2 separate regions of the Mus musculus genome follow, and region 1 is linked to region 2. A link is a contact called in public HiCAR-type data. All regions are on one chromosome and are shown on one strand. The core of a region is the stretch at or near the end of the contact, and the rest is flanking DNA. Distances in the headings are between cores, read along the strand shown.

Region 1 (3,805 bases), core at 1,127-3,626, 2.2 Mb before region 2:
GGTGGATTTTTTTTGACCTATTGTCTACATTACCAGGCTCAGAGTTTTCTTTATTTGAGATAATGAGAGTTAATTGTGTTTTACAGTTGATTCGATGCCAAGATAAGGCTATCCTCCTGACTGCCTAATCTATAATGATTACCTTGTAGTAAAAATCTGCTTGCTTTCTGTCTTGCCCAGCAGCCCTGTTGGGGGTGGAGACATGAGAATTGCTGAGGACTTCTGGCTGCTAGCCTGGCTCGGGCTTCAGTGAGACTCCCTATTTCAACAGAATAAGGGACAGAGTAATAAGGAAGGACACTCAAAGCCCTTCTGTGGCTTCCACACATGGAAAGCACATATACCTTCATATACATATGCACATATAAAACACACACACACACAATTTGCTTAACTATAGCTAGATGGTGTGTATGCATTTAGACACCTGTGTATATTCTTATATGTGTATGTGCATGTTTATGTGTACACATGTATGTGTATGTACATGTGTATGTGTGTGCATGTGTATATTTGTATATATGCACGTGTATGTAGGTGTGTGCATGCTCATGTGTGCATGCTTTGTCCAGTCCCTGATGCACAGTGATCTGGGTGAAAATACAATTCTTTGGCAGAATGGCTCACAGAAACAGTGGCTCATCTTGATCCTTTTCGATCAATGGGTAATCCAGTGCTGTACAGATCATGATATACGTGACCAACTTGCTCTCACGCTTTGTGGCCCCCTCTCTCCTGCACAGCTAGTTTGCTTTCCATAAAAATAAAACAACAAAATACAAAATGATCTTCAGTTTCTGAGCTGTATTTTTTTTTCCTTCCAAGGAGAGCCTAGGTTTTCTTAGAGATGGGTTTCTATGTCAGAGAAAGTCTCAAGTTTCTGGGACCTACAGGCTGGGGAGGCTGGAGAGAAAAGGAGGCCATTTGTTTTCAGATCCTCTGTAGCATGCAGGGTACACTGAAATAACAGTGCAGACCCAATGATTTCCTTTTGGTTTACAGATTTCCCTGAGAACAGCAGATTTGCATCTCGAGATGGAATATATAGTAGAAAAACCTTACATGGGGTTAACATCTTTTAGAAGCCTTGCTAAATAATGAACTCCAGATCAGTTTAGCTTGGCATACAGACTAAAGCAAGAGGCTTGTAGATAAATTCATAGCCTGCCCGCTCTGCGAGAGTCCAAAGCTAAGAGGATCCTAGAAGAGCCACTGAGTGTCTGGCAGTGTCTCTTCTTCTTTTCAATGAGCTGTTTACTAAATTCTAGAGTTTCTAATGAAACCCAGGCTTACTCTGCGATCCACGTAAACAAGCTCTTGGCTTTTGTGCTATCGGGTTTTATGCGAGCAGAGCCACGGGGGCTTCCTTTAAGCAGTTGCTGCCTGGAAGGTTCCTGTTTGTTTACGTATGCACATATGTGCTCTGCAAGAATGATCGTCAAGGGGCCCGGTAGGGGAAAGCCAAAAACAAGCCTCCCCTCATTTGAATCCTAAAGGCATATAATATGGAAACGACTTTCCGATTTAGAGGCTTCTAAATTTGGTGTGGTTGCCAAGTTGCAAAATTGCTTAGGATAGAAGCTTCAACACACACAAGAGCCTCCCGGGACAGTCTCTTCAAAGGAGATGCGCATTTGACAGGAATTCTTGCAGCCATTGCCACTTTCAAGCTAAATTCAAGGCTAATGAAGCTCCCTCCCCTACTGTCCTTTATGCCTGCGTCCTACCCCACCCCCACTCCACAGACAAGCTGACTTTTGTCAGGAATGGGTAGAGACTGGAATGATATTGTCTGTTTCTCATACTCAGAAGGGCTTTATGCAGCTTAAGCTGGCAGCCCCAGTATTTTGATAAAAGTTACTAGTGTAAAATTTAACAACATGAAGGGAAAATAATGTTATCTCTCGTGTGAGTTGCAATTTTGGAAGCTCCCATTGTGTGAAGCTCCCAAGGAATCAGAAGTAGCTGACAATGTATTTATATAGATACAGGGTCATTCCAACTGCCAGAAAAATAAACAAATGGTAAAGACAGAGATTTGTTTGGTTTATAAATTGTACCCCCCCCCCTTGTTTAAAAAAAAAACCCTGAAGTTGGGGGGTTGAGGGCATCAAATAACTACATAGTAAACGCTTCGAGCTGATGGGAAATTCTGGGCAGCTCTGATTCATTTTTATCGGATAAAGTACATTTGGTTTCTCTTTTGACAAACCATGTATTTGAGAGGGAAGAAAAAAAAAATCGAACATGCACTGTTATTGGCCACAGCTACACAAGAAGTCCTCCGGTTGCCAAAGGATACCACATGAAAGTGTCTGTTCAAGGGGAGGGGCCGGTCGGGGGGTGGGGCCAAGAAGGATGTTGCCTTAAGCCTCTTCTGCTCAGAGTTGCAATTTGTGAACCAACTGTGATGAAATCGAGCTCTGCACGAATCAGATGCGCCTGTCAACTTCCCAGGTGGGATTGCTTGGAGTTAACAGCCTGAACGCAGAGCCCCGAAAGCAGAGCATTCAGGGCAAGCAGAGAACACCCTGCAGAGGTTTTCCAAGAATCCCTCGGCATGGCAAGACAAGGCTGTTTCGGGTCATACCAGGTAGGAGGATGGTACGGTGACTAGCGAGGTGCCGAATCTCTCCGATCACTACCATTTGAATTCGATTTTTTTTCTTTTTTCTTTTTCCTTGTTCAAATTCAGACATCATCTGAGAATGCCTTTCCGAATTGGCAGGATTCGGGTTGTTAGGGTCATCTGAACTGCTTCCATGCACTTTGAATGCATCTAATCTAGTTGTGTTTGACAACTTGATCTCCTTATCCCCTTAGGTAATATCCTTGTTCACTTTTGCCATCGGCGTCAATCTCTGCTTAGGATTCACAGCAAGTCGAATTAAGAGGGCCGAATGGGATGAAGGACCTCCCACAGGTAAGAGTATCCGTTATTAGCAGTTTTGTTTCTTTAACAGTACTGTGCAGGGCGATACATTTAGCCCAAGGTGAGAATAGGTTATCGCTTTAATGTTGGAGAAGGATGGGGCTGACAGGTTCCACGTGGTGGTACAGAGGGTTGAGACGGCTGTGTTGTGTAAAGTACATTATTTGCTATCAGAAAGTTCTATCCTAGGAATGAGAAAAAAGGAAGTTAAAAAAGGCAATAAACTTTTTTTTTTAAAAGTGAAACTAGAAATTTATTTATAACTTTGGGACTAAGATTTACTGAGACTAGGGGAACCCTCAAGGTGAGTTTAGAGAGGAGATCTGTGATCGCTGTGTTTCCTTCTGGAAGAAGGCAAGGTGAGTTTTCGGAGCTGACTTAACTAACACAGCTGGAGTGAATGGGGCTCCTTTGCAGTGGGCTGTACCCAGCGGAGTGGGGCTTCATAAAGGAACGTTTGTGCAGGCTGAGGGGGCCTAGCTGACCTGGTCTTAAGCAATGGCTTGGTTAATTTCCTGGAAATTGGAGCTGCTGATGGTTTCAGAATTAAAAATTGCATTCGAAATGACAGGTACTCTAGGGGGCAATATTTTCTTCCCTTTCTCTGACATCACAGTATGTCTTCTGTCTCCCCGGGAATTTGGTGTTTCTCTGTGTTTCTTGATTGGCACTCTATGAAACACCACCTGCCTTTATACCACCATAAATGTGTATTATTAAATGAGGCATAGTGGAATACTGAATCTTCCACATGGCAAGTTATCTGACTTAGGCTTGAGAAGAAGGTTGAAGGTACAGTAGGTGATGAGGGTGAAGGAGCTGCAGTGTGTTTTGGAGAAAGAATGTGAAAACAGATCTTAAAAAACTGTGGCC
Region 2 (3,371 bases), core at 485-2,984:
ATGCTTTCTGCATCTTGTAATGTGAGGATAAGCAAGCTCTAAGAACGACTAACAAATGGTACTGTCACAATCTGGAGCCAAAAGATGAACTTAGACCCAAACGGATTGCCCATATCATCCCTTCAGAATCTAGCCAGGAGATAAACACAAGGAGAGATTCAAAGAGCAAAACTTCCACAGGAAACATCCATTGCTTTTTAAATTTTAAGTTTGATACCAAAAGCAAGAACTATGGATGAACAAATCAACAAGTAGGATGCCCTCAAAATGATAAACCCTCTGCTCCTCAAGAAGAAAAGAAATGAGTGGCCGACTTAAGTACCTGGGAAAGTAAAGAGAGACAACAGTAACAAATGACGATAAAGCAGAGGTAAACAAGGACCCTCAGAGATGGAGATTCAAATAGATCAGACACATTAAAAAAATTACACACACACACACACACACACATACATACATAATTCAGCTATTCCACTCTGAAATCAACTGAAACACATTCCCATACAAAAAAATCCATTAAAAAATTTTTGTCATTATTTACAAATTCGTTCATACAGATGAACGAATGCAAAGGCTGCCACGTAGTCACTCAACAAATTAGCAAGAGAAAAAAATAACATAAGTATATGCTGAAAGAACCTGGACCAATAGAGCTCACATGCTATGTGATTCTTATCACATACAACTGGAAAAACACTAACACTGGCTCCCTGGGGATGGAGGCAAACATGCCACGGGATGCAAGGAAACTTCTTGGATAACACTTGTTTTCACTCTTGCAACTATGATAAGGTCACAAGTATATTCCTAAACATATGCCATAACTTTACATTTGCACAGCTTACTGTAGTCTAGTTAAGTCTAGAAAGGGGTTACACTATTGTCTGAATTCTTCAGCTTCGGGGCATCTCCTTCAGGAGAAATTTTGCTCTAAAATTTTTAAAGTAATTTTAAAAAGCAAGTACAGCGTGATCCATTTGAACTTTGAAAAGCACGATGGGGTTGGGGGACAGATATGCTTGTGACACTTCTAGCGGTAATGAGCATAGCTAGTATAGGAGTCGCCTGGGGTGGGGGAGAGACGCATGCTGGGTAACAGTTCTGGGGAAAATAGGGGTGACCATGTCTGGAATCGCTCATGTCAGATGGCAGACTCATGCTGGGGACATTGGCATAACGGGGTGTCCACCCGTCGTAACCCTGAGCAAGAGATAGATGCACGGTGGGGACTTTGGGTATAAGGGGGTGTGTCCATGCCTGAGGGTTTTCCAGGGCGTGAGACAGACACATACTGGGAACCAAGGGTGTAAAGCAGGATGGCCAGCCTGAGGTCTTCCAGGTATGGGGTAAGGAGGAGGTGGGACCTCCACACCTGCGGCCTCTCAGGGCAAGGGGATACACGCTGAGGACCTGGGGTGTAGAGGCGACCCGGCCACCCTGAGGTCGCCCGCGGAGGCCCGCTTTCACCAGCTCTGTCACCCCAGGCGCCCACCTGCATGTTCCTGAGCAGCTGGAAGATCTCCATGGTGCGGTACACGATGTCCTGCACGGTCTCCTGCCCGATGCGGCACAGCGTGGCCGTGTTGACCTCGCGCGCGGCCTGCTGAGCCTGCGGGCCGCCGAAGGGCCCGGACGCCATGCCCGTGGGCGCCAGCGGAGGGGTGGACATGGCACCCCCGGCGGCTCGGGTCCGGCGCGAGCCCACTCGGCCGATTTCAAAAAAGCGGCGCCACTTCCGCCCGCCGCGATGCAAGCGCTGTACCGGAAGACTGGCGCCTCGCGGAGCCTGACGCGATTGGGCTCCGCAGTTGGGAACGGTAAGACAGACAGGAAATTACCCAATCAGAAGTAGAGTTCTGCCCAGGGGGCGGTACCAGTGATAGATGGGGTGGGCTTTCCCAGAGTTCTGTCTGTGCCCTAAGTTGTGTGTCTGGCTGGTTCTCTGCTTCTGTTGGGTTCTTGCAGAGCATTCTTTCTCATAACAAACCTATGAGACATGTCTAATTACAGATAGGATGCAGGTTCAGAGGGCTTGAACTAGTTGTTGCACTGGCAATCTTCTGTTCAAAGTCAGAAAACATGATTTCTGTTCTTGTACGCTTCTGGGTAACAAGAAACCCACCACCAGGATTGCTTTTGTTCCCTGTTTGAGTATTTTCCAAGTTCCTCTAAGTAATACACCTGTAGACATGCACTACTTTCTGATTGTGAAACTCCAGTAATAATCCCTCCCCAATGTACATCTGAAATTGCAGCCCCAGATACTTCTCTGCATTTCCCATACATGTCTACAAAATATTAATATGTAAATTAGACACAGTAAGACATTAATGGTAATGTAAATATAGCAATATATTACAGTTACTCCTAACTTGACTGTGCTAACTATTCCTAACTATGCTGTGCCCAGGATAGAAATAGCATAGTAAAAAGTTCAGTAGAAGCTGCCCTCATAGAGAATAAACATTAATTACTGTGATGACTGTGTTAGGATGAGAGCCCAAGGTCCTGACGTCAGGGTGCTCTTTAGTGGACCTTGTACAAGATGAAGGGAGTAAATCTGGGTCTTAAAAATAGATGAAAATGGAGCACTAATTACACCCAAATTGTAGCTTTGGAGACCCAGAAGCCATCACCAACACTTGAGGGAATGCTTTTATTATGGTGAGTATTGGGAAATATGATAGAAGACAGGTAAACAATGGAGGATCTAAAACCATGTAAGGACACTCTGACTGAGCGACAAAGCACATCATAGAAGTGTTTCAAGGAGACAGATCTAAACGTGAAATCTTCAGGACAGATTTAACTGGCTGTTCAGTGGAGAGAGGCTGGTGAATGGTGAGTGCTGCTTCCCTCCTCTTGAAGTTATTGATGCAGATGATCTGAATTAGTGAAGGACTCAGTGGGCGACTTGTTAGCGAAAATCTACAGAACCTGATGTTGTTATAGATGGGTGCATCTGGAGAAGAAGGAATAAAGAGAGCACCTACTTGTGACCTGAATAAATGGTGGAGCTTCTGCCATATCCAAAGAGAGGGAAGAAAAATCAAATTTCAAAGAAGCAGTTCATTCTGTTGTTTTCCTAATGCCTTGATAAAGCATTACCCCAAACTAACATTTTTAGAGCTCAGACACCCAAACCAACTTCAAGGTGGTGGCATGGCTGTGTTCTTTTCTAAACTACCAGGGACTTTCCAATATCTTGTCTTTTCCAGTTTCTAAGGGCTACATGCATTCTGGGTCTTACAGTTCCTTATTAGCTCAAAATGGATTTCTACCATATTTGAGGTCACCATACATTGCTACAAAAAGAGGAATTAGTCTTTGACCAACATTTATGAGAATGGAAAAAAATAGATCAAAACCAT

The links. HiCAR-type assays count read pairs that join an accessible place to other places.
Region 1: a contact with region 2 is called in a HiCAR-type map of astrocytes, with 4 times the contacts expected there. The contact joins the promoter of Enpp2 here to the promoter of Med30 in region 2. A contact is called at or near these places in 1 of 39 promoter capture datasets (hippocampal neurons) and 1 of 115 datasets of contacts at active chromatin or transcription factors (astrocytes).

What each region holds. Positions count from the first base shown.
Region 1 is chr15:54,918,717-54,922,521 of GRCm38.p6, reverse strand. Enpp2 (ectonucleotide pyrophosphatase/phosphodiesterase 2) reads left to right here and starts at 2,376. Exons shown (of 25, transcript NM_015744.4): 1 at 2,376-2,593; 2 at 2,824-2,923. The coding sequence starts at 2,561.
Region 2 is chr15:52,710,808-52,714,178 of GRCm38.p6, reverse strand. Med30 (mediator complex subunit 30) reads right to left here and starts at 1,734. Exons shown (of 4, transcript NM_027212.2): 1 at 1,493-1,734. The coding sequence starts at 1,669.